Linked DNA regions of Mus musculus: region 1 is linked to region 2. The links are chromatin contacts, called in public promoter capture Hi-C maps. All regions are on one chromosome and are shown on one strand. The core of a region is the stretch at or near the end of the contact, and the rest is flanking DNA. Distances in the headings are between cores, read along the strand shown. Region 1 has its middle 5.3 kb from the start of Gm30421. Region 2 overlaps Prkce (protein kinase C, epsilon).

Evidence for each region. Promoter capture Hi-C pulls out the DNA fragments that hold promoters and counts their contacts.
Region 1: a contact with region 2 is called in a promoter capture Hi-C map of liver, with 2.5 times the contacts expected there. The contact joins two enhancer-like sites. A contact is called at or near these places in 2 of 39 promoter capture datasets (cranial neural crest and liver), 4 of 484 Hi-C or Micro-C datasets (the HPC-7 cell line, muscle stem cells, myocytes and 1 more) and 1 of 9 other capture datasets (embryonic stem cells).

What each region holds. Positions count from the first base shown.
Region 1 is chr17:87,052,860-87,059,482 of GRCm38.p6, reverse strand. It overlaps the pseudogene Gm24648. Among named protein-coding and RNA genes, the nearest start is that of Gm30421, 5.3 kb to the right of the region's middle. Within about 2 kb of position 4,307, at least 70 of the 459 cell types and tissues checked have an H3K27ac peak or open chromatin away from gene starts, as enhancers often do. A contact at or near this core is called in the HPC-7 cell line and liver, where this site is marked.
Region 2 is chr17:86,532,251-86,538,647 of GRCm38.p6, reverse strand. The region is part of intron 10 of Prkce (protein kinase C, epsilon); the gene reads right to left. Among named protein-coding and RNA genes, the nearest start is that of Gm30284, 90 kb to the right of the region's middle. Within about 2 kb of position 2,622, at least 124 of the 459 cell types and tissues checked have an H3K27ac peak or open chromatin away from gene starts, as enhancers often do. A contact at or near this core is called in the HPC-7 cell line and liver, where this site is marked.

The DNA.
Region 1 (6,623 bases), core at 3,058-5,557, 520 kb before region 2:
AATGTATTTTCTGGAATGGGTGGGGTTGGCAATATATTTAATCACACTGCTCAGAACAATCCAGAATGTAAAACAGCATTTCTGGAATTTCCCATTTAATATTTTCAGGCCTCAGCTGGTTAGGAGTAAGTGAGACCTTAGAAAGTGAAGTGTTGGAAGGGGCGGCTACCATGTGTGTAAGACTTCTCCATAGAAAGGGGCAGCTACCGAGTGTGTAAGACTTCTCCATCCTTCAATGTGCCAACCTTGGGAGAGTAATTCAATGGATAAAACTGTAAATCTCCACTATGCATCTTTCAAGATGTGTCCAATATCATTCCACAAAAGCACAGTTCTGAGGGAACACAATAGGATGTCTGAGTGCATCTCTGCCTGGGTTTACCTTGTATTTGGCTATGAGATCAGAAAGGATATTTTTTTAAACAACTTTTCTCTTCTGTTTTGGTTTCTTGGTTCACCAATACTTATGGATCCTTTCTCTGAAACTTCCTAGTACACGCTGCTCTGTGACTATCTGTTTTCTGGAAAGACAGGGCCCATAAGGCGGGATTTAGTTCCTAGGAGCAGGGAAGGTTTGTGTCCTGTTCCACCATGGCCACACATAGGACGATGATCTTTCTGCTTCCCCAAGACAAGAAGGCTTAGAGAAGGTGCTGCTGACTGACTGAGCTCAGCGCTTTGCAGCCAAGTGGTTGTAACCGGACCTTAGGCACATGGGTTTGCACTTCACGGCAGAGAATTCTACCACAGCCAGAGGAGACACCGCTTTTCCGGGTGGCTCTCTGATCTGCATCTCTTCACGCTGCCATCCATTCTTCCTGTACCAGTGTTCTATCACATGCTCACTTGCTATTACCTAATCAGGGAGACTTTGACAGGGAAGAAAAATCTTCCACATCTGCCTTATATATTTTGCACAAGATAAAATAAAACAAAACAAAACAGTAAAATATATTGCAAAGTCCTGGCATTGCCCTGGAGTCTCTGCAGTTGGCAGCCTCGTTGCTCGAGGATGAAGCCTAGAGGTTGGGAGAGGGGATGCTTAGCTGTCTAGTGGATTGTTGCAGAGCCCCTTCTCAGAGCTTCACCATATCATATAGTCCCAAATTATCTGAATCTATTTGGGTGCAACAGCTTCGCTTGAAATTGTCCCCTAAGTGCCGGAAACGAAAAAAGAAAAGAATTGGGATGCATGTAGCAGAGAAGAGTTAGTGTTTTTAAAAGCTGGAAAAATGATAACCAGATGCTCACCACAAAGGAGGAGGAGGAGGCCCTCCCTCTGGTTCTAAGCTGGCTGCACTGATCCCTAGTCTGGTCCCTCCCATCCGGATGGCTGCCCTGAGCCCTCTGGGAGGCTACCTTGGGAGACCGCCCGGGAGCTCCAACTGGCCCCAAATCCAAAGAAGGCAGGCAAAGCATCTGGAATGAATTGTCCAGATCAGCTCTGCCTTGCCCAGGCGCCCTGACAGCTTCTTGGGCCCACGCGAGGCATGGATTTAATCCATCAAGCACTCTGCAGACAGGCCTCCAGACAGCTCCTCCACTCCTTCCAGGATCTGGATTCCAACAGAGGTACAATTAGACCTGCTAGTCACTTCCAAGTTTGACTTTCTCAGAGAAAGGACCAAGGTGTGCTCTGAGAGACACTTTCCAGCAGCTCTTGGCCCTGAGACAAATAAAGAGGGGAATGGTTTTGGCAGGAGGCCTCCCCCTGGTTCGGTTGTATTCCCACTGCGATATGCCAACCATCCAGCCAGCCCTGACAACTGACACTTCTTTGGAAAGGATAGAGAAAATAATCCCCCACCACAACACTTTGGGGAGTCTCTCAGAAGTGCCAACCTGTCTTTCCACACCCTCTCTACACAATGCAAGGTCTGATTGGGAGAAGTGATGGGATATTGGGGGAGGGGGCTGGGAGGAGGGGAGGGGCCTGGGAAGGCTTTTGGAATTGTCCCTAAATCAAACTGTCAAAAAGACTGAGGTTTATTTTCTCTTCTTCGAAATCATAAAACCCTGAAAACAATAGATTTTGAGTTTTCTTCTAGGACGATAGCCACTTTGATGGTGTGTGAACAGTATTGATCTTCTCCTCTACAAACCCTGCCTTCTCCCTACCACCTTCTTCCTACTCTCTATTCATTCCTTCACTGATAAGGAAAATGGATAGTGTCTCTGAACTCTCTCATCAGGGGAGCAGATTCCAAGATAACTGAGTGGAAGTGGAAGAGAATCTACTGTGTCTAGGTCAGGCCAGTTCTCAAATGGCCAGAGCGATGGTGAATCACAGACTCACCAGCGCCATCACCTCGGAGTTGTATAGAAGCTTCCAGAATGTTTTGCAAACTCCTGGCTTGTGTCCCTCACAGTGCTCGCCTCTGCTGTCTCCTAGCACCTCTGTGAAGCACTGCCCACTCTTCCCATGTTCACCACCTGGCAGCAGGTGATAGCCCAGAACTGAGATGTGACTTGAGCTACACACAGCAGATGTGAACGGAGCAGGTCACACTTCTGTAGGTTGTCTCGCTTGCCCATCTCCCCGTGTCACCACAACAGCTGCACAAGAACACTGATATTTGGAGTAAGGGGTGGTGAAGTTGTCTCATCACAGACAAACTGAGCAGGGGAAGTCCTCTGGAAGGAATCTCTGTGTTGCTTTCCCACCTCTGCGCCACTCGGACCACTCAAAACATCCCCAGGACTTGCTCTCCGTCTCCTCCAGTCACCAACCAGCTTGTTCTTTACATTTTTACTTATTGTTCGTGTGTGTGTGTGTGTGTGTGTGTGTGCGTGTGTGTGTGTGTGAGTGTGCCTTAGTTAGGGTTTCCATTGCTGTGAACAGACACCATGACTAAGGCAACTCTTATAAGGACAACATTTAATTGGGGCTGGCTTACGGGTTCAGAGCTTCAGTCCATTATCATCAGGGCGGGGAGCAGGAAGCAGGGCAACGTCCAGGCAGACATGCTGCTGGAGAAAGAGATGAGAGAGCTCTCCATCTTGATCTGCAGGCAGCAGGAGATTCTTTTGAACTGGGTGGAGCTTGAGCACTAGATATCAGGTTTGAGTATAGGTGAGTGCTCCAACGCAGGAATGAGACCAGGAGAAGAGTTCATCAGCATCAGCACCATGCCCCATCCAACCCCCACTGCCAATACCCCCGACCCAACCTCCACATATATGATCGTTCCGAGTAGAATTCTAGCTTCAAGAAAAGTGGGGCAATGAAGCAAAATGTCAGGCACCAATGCCAAACAAAGCACATGGAGGCTATAGAAAGAGTTATAGCTCAGAGCCGGTCAGTGTAGTCAGTGGACAGTGCAAGAGCCCTCAGATCTCAGGTTCACTGACTAACAAGGAGAGCAGGGCAGTAAAATAGATGCCAGACTCTTAGAAGTGGGCACCAGCTATGGCAACTGTCTGACCCTCCACTGGATAGTGGATGATGAACCAGAGTGGGCTACTTATGTGCTGAGCCTGAAGAGCCTGTGTTGGGCTAGGGAGGGCCAGTGTATGAGACTGGCCATTCTCAGTCATAAAGGGCAATATATTTGTGATTAAAATAGCACCTTGCTATTTTAATTCTGGTCCTCTGCCAGCCTGAAGGGGTAGAGGGAATACCAAAACAAGAGTCTAGAAATCTCTGGACTACTCTGGCTGAAGCCAGTCACTAGTGTGGGACTCTTAGACATATCTTTTTTTTTTTAAACCAACTGTTAGGGGGTTTGTTTTCCTTGTTTGCAAAAATCAGGAAGTTGAGCCAAACAAAAGGTTTTCAAAGCATCCTCCTCAGACTGGCAGTACCAGTGCCATCCGGTGGTTTATGAGAAATGAAAGTCCTTAGACCCTACCTTAATTCTACCAGATCAGAAACATTGGGAGGGACCCCTGGAAACCTGTGCTTTAATGAGTCTCCAAGTGTTTCTGAGCCCAGTAAAGTCTCAGATTCCAGGTCCCAAATAATCCTACATCTGCATGCCCAGATGCCTCTGCATTTGCTAGAAGAGATGAAATGCCCCTACCCCTGCTCCTGAGCACACAGACACCCACAGAGCAGGTCTCAGCACACAGCTCTTCTCCCCAGTCTGTTGCTAAGCCAAGGCTGCCTCTGCAAGGGATGGATTAATGCTGCGACCAGCCAGTTAGAGAGGATACACTGCATTCTGTCTCCTTTATCTCCTGCCCAATTAGCTAGAGGTAAGTTAGGAAGATTTACTCTCCTTCACAAGCAAGGTCACAACCTGAGGTTGTCATAGAAGCCAGTTTCCACCCTGGCTGCGCTCCTGGAGCAGCGGATTGGCTAGTAGGCAGACGGCTCTGCCTGGCAGCAGGGATTTGATAGGCAAGGCGTGGAGGAAGAACCAAAGGGGAAGAGCAGCTCTGCTAAGCCTGTTGCCTTCTGCTTACAAAAATTTATAGGTCTATTTATAACTTGTCTTGCTCCACAAAGGATTTCAGGCAGCTGCCTTCCTTGTTGAAAAATCCTTGATGCCAAAACTTGGTGTCTGACACCAAGGACTTCCTGGTCCAGAGCAGAGGGCCAAGCCTTTGTTCGTGCAACCTCGAGCAAGCACATCACGGGTGCCCTAAGTGTGGAGGGTAGCTATCCATCGTCCTGCCCTTCCTTCCTGCCTTCCTGTCTTCACAGATGATAGAGTCAGCATCTTGTCTGCCCTTGTTTTCCGTGGTACAACCTGATAACTCCTGGTTTGCATCTTTTCCATTTGGGTTAAATAAGTAAGATCCATTAGGAAAAAGTCCCAAAGCCTAGTTCGAGGACTGATTGTCAGAGCTCTGTACATAAAGAGAATTCTCTGCTTTTTCTCAGCCATCTCTTCCTCAGAGGAAAATGCCCACTACTCCATCATTGGTTGGAGTCATACTTGGAGTCAGTTCGGATTTTGAGGGGTCCTTACGTCAGCTACGTCCTCAATGTGCTTAGAAGAGATGCAGCTTCGTAGTAAATTCCCAATAACCATTACCGCAAGTAAACAAAATAGAAACCCGTGGCATGGGTTCATACAAGAGCCTCTTAGGAAGCTTTTGATCCAACTAGGATTGTCCCTTTGCAGGAATAATTGATCACTATGAGTCTGAACCCCAAATTCTTGTCTTGTCTTTCCTTTTTTTACTTATCTTCTTAGTCTAGAACTGAGTTCAACAATTAAGTTATTTGGCTTCAGCTATTTCAGAGTGAGAGGTTCTAGTTTTTAACAAATCTCTCCACAGGAGGCTCAGTGACATCTAGAGTTACTGAGACATGGAGAGAGCCACATGCTCTGACCCTGGCTGAGCGCCTCTGTAAAGGGCTGCCATATTCTGCCCCCATGAGTCCTTGCTCCCTGGACTTCAGCCATGCGGGGGTTCTGACACATGCTCTGTCCCCACATGGCCTCCCTCTCACGGCTCAGTCTCCTCAGTCTCTCGCTGCCTACCCCTGCCCTTGCTTCACATACAGGATGTTCTCTTTTGGAATCTGACTAACCATCACAAAAATTGACAGGAAACAGCCAAGAGCAGAGGACAGACATGATGCTTCTAAAGAAGGGAAACTTCGCTTACTAAGTATCGAGACTCATTCATTAGAGACACTTAGCTTACTAAGTATCAAGACTGAAACTTCGCTTACTAAGTATCAAGGCTCGTTCATTATTAGAAGCGTTTGGGTGGATTTTCTTTTTGTTGAGCTGGTGGACAAAGACTTAAAAGGCAAGTGCTAAACAAATACTTGTTTGTAACCCAGGATCCATTGTTCTGTGTGCCTTTTAGTAGAGACAAGAAGGAGTACAAGAAAAGAATGCATTCAACAATAGAAATGATAACTTTGTTATTAGTACAGAAATAAAGAAGCACACACTAGAACAGAAGGGAGAGGCAGAACAGAGTACCCTTGCACACATGTGGCAGAAGAGACACTAGAGGTGGCTATAGGGGGCAGTGACTATAGAAGTGGTGGCTATAGGAGGCAGTGGCTATAGGGGTGGTGGCTATATGGGTAGTGGCTATAGGGGGCAGTGACTATAGGAGACAGTGGCTTATAGGGGATAGTAGACTTTCAATGAGTGGTCCTGGAAAACTAGTTTTCTTAAACATATAAAAAAAGGGATCTTTAAAAAGAAGAAAAAGAGTAAGAATGCATAAAAGATATATATGTGTATATATATATATATATATATATGTATATGTATATACACACACACACAGAGATAGAGGTGATATGGCAAATTTTAAACATTTTAAAAACCTACATATATTTTATTTATTTATTTATTTATTTATTTATTTATTTATTCCTTTGCTGCCAAGCATGTGATGTGTGGCATGTATATAGAGCTGAAAGGACAATTTGAGAAAGTCATTGGGTTCTCATGTTGTCAGACTGGTGACAAGCACCTTTGCCTACTGAACCCCCTCACTGCCCATGAGAAATGTTTACTAAGTGGGTCCTATAAAATAGTTGGACTATACTATCCACTCATGATGACAGCAGTAGTCTCCATAAATCACACACACACACAACAGTTCTGAAGGGATAAAATGGTATTATTCTCATATATAAATATGTATGGTACAAACATATTTACTCATGGGATTAAAATGTCAGTGAAATAATTAGGGGGGGA
Region 2 (6,397 bases), core at 1,373-3,872:
ACAGACCTTTAATTCCAGCATCTCCGAGCTAGAGACCGAGATGAGTTCCTGGCCAGCCAGGCTACATAGTGAGTGAGACTCTTGTCTCAAAAACACTCCACAAGACAAGATCTTGACCTTGAAGATAAAGACCCAACAGAAGTATCTAATTCTGGAGTGGGCAAAGCAAAGGGATTCTGCTGACATCTGAAAAGCCGTTTCTCGGAAGTGTAGTTACAGTTTCAGCACGCATGCCCTGAAGTGCGTGGTCCCCGCACGCAGATGGCCTTCCCGCCTTCTGATGGACAGAATTAGGTAAAGCTTTCACTAGCTGGGCGATGCTCACCCTCCAACCCAGGAGCCTAAGAGGACAGGAGAGGTGACTGCGTGCTGTTCGGGGAGTCTCAGAAAGTGGTCGCCTAAGTGACACCTACTTCCCCCCTTGTTGGGAAATAAGGAATTTCAAAAGAATGTGAGAAAACAAGACAGACTAAACTATTGTTTTGGACTAAGGTTCTCAGTGGACTTTCAGAGATAACCACTTCCATATGACCAAAGCATACTAGATAGACAGCATTCTTTTAAGGTGCAGGGTTCAAACAGCCATCTCTCCCATTTTTCTTTCTTAATAGACACCTTTAAAAATTAGGGGGGGGGGGGAGTGTGTGGCAGTGTGGATAGAATCCAGGCTTGGCCACACCACCCGAGCCTCTCCGGTGGCCCCACAGACAGAGCTCACTGGTTATTGCTTAATTCTGTATCGTTCAGGACTATATCACCACTACTGATTGCCATTTAAAAAAAAAACCTATTGAATAGGAACAATTTGAAGAATCGCTATCATAAAACATCAAGTCCCAGCTCTGAAATCGGGCAGAATTTAGATAAAAAATTTGGAAAGGTCAAGAATGTCTAAGGGTCACATAGATTCAAGCATGATCTTGCAAGTTTGGAAAGTAGGTCACCGTCCCCCTCCTTCATATTCTGGTTGCAAATGACGTGTACCGCTGAAGGTCTCAGTAGCAACAGCAATGGCTCCGCCCAGCCCTTATCCCCCATACTCATGGGTAATGGCAATGTCCACAGCCTGGGCCATGACAGAGACACGTGCGAGGATGAAGGAGAGCATTGTGTCACACTAAGGATCCCACAGAAAGAACCTGGCTTGGTGGATCACAAGAGCAACAGAGCCAGAAGAGGCACTAAAGGGACGGCTGGTGCTTAGCAGCCCTTGTAGCTACTGCAGGGGGCTTGGGATCATATCCCAGAACCCACAAGGTGACTCACAAGCATCTGTAACCACTCCATTTCCAGGGAATCCCACACCCTATTCTGACCTCTGCAGGGACCATACATACATGTAGAGCACAGTCATACATGCAGGCAAAACACTCATACACACAACATAAATAAACAAATCTTTTAAAAAGGTACATGAAGTGGGGGGAGAGGGCGCGTCAGGGTGCTTGTGGGGTGACACGTTGTTTACATTTATGATATGAACAGTAAATAAATAAAAGATAGTCTACTAAAACTGTAAATAGAGTGCTGCCTTCTAAAATACTTTCTGTTATCAGTATTAGGCCAGCGCAACATTTTCTAGTTCCCACTGTATGAACTGTCACCAAAACCAGACCATAGGTATCCTAAAAAAATGTTTCCCTAATTCTTCTATCTAATCTAGAAAAGCGATAGCATTCAGTCAGGCTCTGCATCGGGTGTGGGCTGCCGTAACCAGAGCCCCTGGGGCTGGGTTTAAACCCTTTGTTTGCTAGAACTGCCCCTCCGTCATCACCAAATACCTCTTATTAAAGAAAGTATCAGCAGAAGGAAATCTGATTAACTGGTGACTACCAAAGAGTACGGAGTACGGAGGAATGCATCGCTGCGATATAGGCAGCTTCAGTTATCAAAGGAATGAGGCTGAGTCTCTCAGGGAAGTTAATGATTTCCATAGACACTAAAATGTCATTAGCCAGTGGAGAATCTGAGGACCCACGCCTGGGACAGGTATTCACAGAGGAAGGGAAATTCTGTGAAGTCATTACAAATGTATCTCCCGCCCTCTCCCCGGGTTCCTATCGTGAGTTTGATAGGAAAGCGCTGCTCCCGTTCCTACCGAACAGGAATCACCCAGAAGAAAACAGTGAGACCTCAATCGGACCAAACACTTGACAAATTCTTTCTTGTCAGTTTTCAAGATGGTCAGAGTAGCACGGTAGCTGGGCTCTCTATCCTGGGAGCGCGGTTTACTTCTATTTAAAATAAAAACAAACAAACTCGGCCTGTTTCATAGAGCTCCAAACAGCTCTGTCCCCACCGGGTGGGGTTTAGAGCGCAGCTGCAGACACTGTAGTCTGCTTATGAGCTCAGAAATTATTTCAGCGTCTTCGTTTCAAACAGACAAAAGTAGGACCAGACAGGGCAAGCTTCTACGGCTCTGCTTTTTGAGAGCTAGTCCTACTCTTATTTTTCTTCCTGTCTAACTTTAGAATTTTGTATATGAAAGGAAATATTTGCCAATACTGGAAACCAGAAGCTTCAGAGTGTATCCTTCTAGAACGGCACCCGTTTGGTCACCTCGCTCAGTTAAACTATTTTAGGTCTCCAGTCTCCTCTTCCTGCCTGGATGAGTCACAAAGACCCACTTGCCTTGCTAACTACTCTCGCCACCTAGTGGCTGAAATGGTTAACTGCAAGATACTTGGTAAGGTCTGTAGGGAGAAAATTGTTCGCTTTTCTCCATTGGGCATTTTTTTGTTTTGTTTTGTTTTTTGTTTTGTTTGTTTGTTTGTTTTGCTTTTTCGAGACAGGGTTTATCTATGTAGCCTTGGCTGTCCTGGAACTCACTTTGTAGACCAGCCTGGCCTTGAACTCAGAAATCTGCCTGCCTGTACCTCCCAAGTGCTGGGATTAAAGGCGTGAGCCACCACTGCCCGGCCCCTTTAGCCATTCTTAATGTGAATGCTAAGAATCTATCTAGTAAGATGGAGAAACTGCTTGAATATCTATGCATTTTGTTTAAGTGCATAACATGTACATTAATCCTTCAATTTAGTGAAAAGGATACAGGAAATGAAAGGACCTATGGTCAGGAGTGGGAGGGGAAATGCAATCTGCCAGTAAGGAGAGCATTGCTGTGGGTCTCAGAGAACCCCAGGCAGCATCCTTTCCGGCTTTCCCGTTTACTGCTTAGTCCTCAGTTTGTGTCCTGTTTCTAATTCCCAAGCACAGCTTTAGCAATCTAGCGGGACGCTCATGACACACGGCCCGTGGCTTGCAGGAAGAGACTGACTGGATGGAGCAAGCCCATCCATGTGCCAGGAAGACCCACAGGGAGACCACAGCACACTCCCTGGCTCTCAGCCCTGCCTTCCATCTTGTCTTCAGCAGGAGCCTTCGTCTAGCTGGCTCGACTCACGTCCCCAGCCCTCAACAGCACTGTACTCCTAGCAAGGAGTATTTAACTGAAGAGTGAATGGGGGCAAGGTGCCAACAGGACACTCAGGACTGCCAGCCCTGTGCTGAGGTGACCAGGTGGCAGCCCCGATTAGGTGCCAAGGAGGCACTGAAATTTTCTCTAGCATGCATTTTTTTCTTTGTCATTCTGGGTATCAGACCCCGGTGTTCAGGCATGCTGGACAGGTGCTGTCCCATTGAGCTACCCCCCCCCCCCATCCTCAGAGCTAAGCCCAGGCCCCTGTCCACACTAAGCACAGGCTCCAGTACTGAGCTCCACTCCAGCCCGTCTACAGGAACCATTTTAAGGAAGGACTCAGTTTCCATAAACTGACTGAAAGGGCCTCTCTGGGACACTGGGCTAACCACAACATTGGCCAGGGAGGAATCAGAGACAATAAAACAAACTAATTTTTCAAAAACAAAAAACAAAAAAACCAAACAAACAACAACAAAACAAACAAACAAACAAAAAAACAGAATGAAGAGCAAACCATTACAGAAACAAACAAGCAGACCTTCTGTCTGACTGTAAGACTGACAGGTTCATCCGTGAATCCTTGGGTCCCGGGGATGAACACCAGGTAGACACCAGTGAGAGGGTAGAGGGACCCTGGTGAGCCCAAGGTCTTCTGGCTCTGAATCCTCTGCCACAGTGGCCTTCAGGGACCTGGGAGGCAAAGCCATCTTTGTGTGCCTAGCATGAGAGGGCACCACTGATCATAGTGGCTTTCCTGTCTCCCTCCAAAAGTCTCTCAGTCACAGTGACTGTGTGGTCACCTGGGCCATGGTGACTCTGAGACCCACTTCAAGCCTCATCTACAGTGGGTGTCATGACGTATTTGTGAGCAGCAATGATATTCCAGTATAGCAGGCTCCTGGGCTGTTCACACAAAGCTCATGAAGAGGCCAGCCTGTGTGACTTCACACATCATGACTGGAGCAGGAGGGCCTACACTGGTTATCCATTTTGTTAACTTCAGTTCTAAGGGGACTGGAAATACATTTCTGTAATAAACCACTATGTCCTTCAGAGAAAATATATGTTGGACCAAATGGCCCTTCTCTCAACTTCCAATAGTGAATAATTCTGAGCCCAAGAAATGTTCTCATATTCATTAATAAAATATAGAATATGCTGGTGGTTGGGGTGGTGGCACATGCATTTAATCCCAGCACTCAGGAGGCAGAGCAGGGAAATCTCTTGTCAGTTTGAAGCCAGTCTGGTCTACAAAGCAAGTTCCAGACCACTAAGGGTTATATAGTGAAACTCTGTCTCAAAACAAAAGCAAACAAAGAAATGAACGGAACACAGAGTGACTACCATTCAGTTTATTCACTCCGAATGTTTGCTCCCTTTAGATGGTAAGGTTGCAAATGTCCAACCCTGAGCGGAAAGCGATAAGGAGACCTCGTATATTAACCAGACGCACCGTCACCGGCATTCTGAACATTCAACAACTCTTGCTTGTTTGCTTCAAAAATAATTCAGATGCTGCCTTAAGCAGGCAGGTACGAGAGGCAGGCCGGTGGCCCAGGCCAGACACAAGTGCTTGAGAATGCCACAAGGGACAGGCGTAAGGGCAAACAGTCAAGGGCGAACTGCCTCTCGGATTGGCTTATCTCTGCAAAGACCCCATGAGTGAGGGCTGGCCTCCTCCAATCCCGGGGACCTTAAAGATGTATTCTTTTCAACCAGGCAGTGGGACGCTCTGTGCTGTATTGGCTAAGCCATGTTGCTGTTTAAACAAGGTACACGGAGAGGCTCATCCCTGAGTGACGTAAGAGGCTCCTGCTGAGGCAGAAGATTCTTCTGGCCAAAAGGAAACCAAGTGCAGATACATGGAGAGCACACTTTTATTTGAGCTTATCGTTTTAAGTGGTTGCAGGGTTATTCGGTGTGACCTAACCCACGGAGTTAGGGACATCTAGAAGGACAGACGGATTCCATTGCTATAGCGAGCAGTCTTTCTGAACATCTTTACTAGATGTTTTCATCTGTAACCATCCCTCCCCCTCCCCCTGCCCCCTAATGCCTCTTGTCTCCAAGTTGGATTTCTGGGAATTAAAATCCCCACTGCCTGGCAGCTTTGGCCGAACTCTGGTTTGAGCAAACAATGACCTGGATTGGCAACTCCTTCCACCCTTGCCCAGCGAGTGCCAGGGTCGAGAGCTGGATGGGTTGTGAGGCCACCGGGTGCATTGTGTAATCGGCCATGGCCACTACATCCTAGACACTTGTGTCCTCCCAGGAGAGAAGAAGCAGAAGCTACCCCGCCCCCCGCCAGCTTTGTCTACAGCTCTGTGATTGATTCCCTAAGGCTTCCTCTAGATCAGTGAGCCAAGCAGCAGTTCATCAGATCTTTTCCCACTTCAAACCGAGAAAATAGTCCTAGGTTGGGTCAGAATCTACATGTTGCCTCTCCTGACGTTGCTGTCTGGGGCTCTTCTCCCTCATCTGCATCACAGTCATCACAAAAAAACGGCCAGTGGGTAATCCCAAGGGTGGTGTTTATGTTCTGCTCTTCCCACAGGCGGCCCCCACAGGCCCTTGGCGGGAGAGGTCGGTAGCTGATTCTTATGTTGGAGAAGAGCAAGCTAGACTCTCGACAATTTGAGTTTGAGTAAGAAACATAAACTCAAGCAGAACGAAATGCCAGTTCACAGGGCCACTCGGCGAACAGAGTCTTTGTTTTCTTGTGCCAGGTCTTACCGTTCTTGCACTGCTCTATAACAATAATTTTAAACTACAATAAAAGAAGCTGGGAATTCCGGGGTGGGGGTAGGGACTTGGTGGGAGAACAGTCTGTCTGCCCCAGATCACTGTAACAGGGTTTCCCATTTCACATAGCCCCAGTGGAATGGGTTTGGGGAAGAATAACTGTCACTGTGACTTCTGTGGCTTGGTTCTCAGAAGCAATGCATGAAAGAGATGGTACCCAGGAGGGGGAGGCGGCTG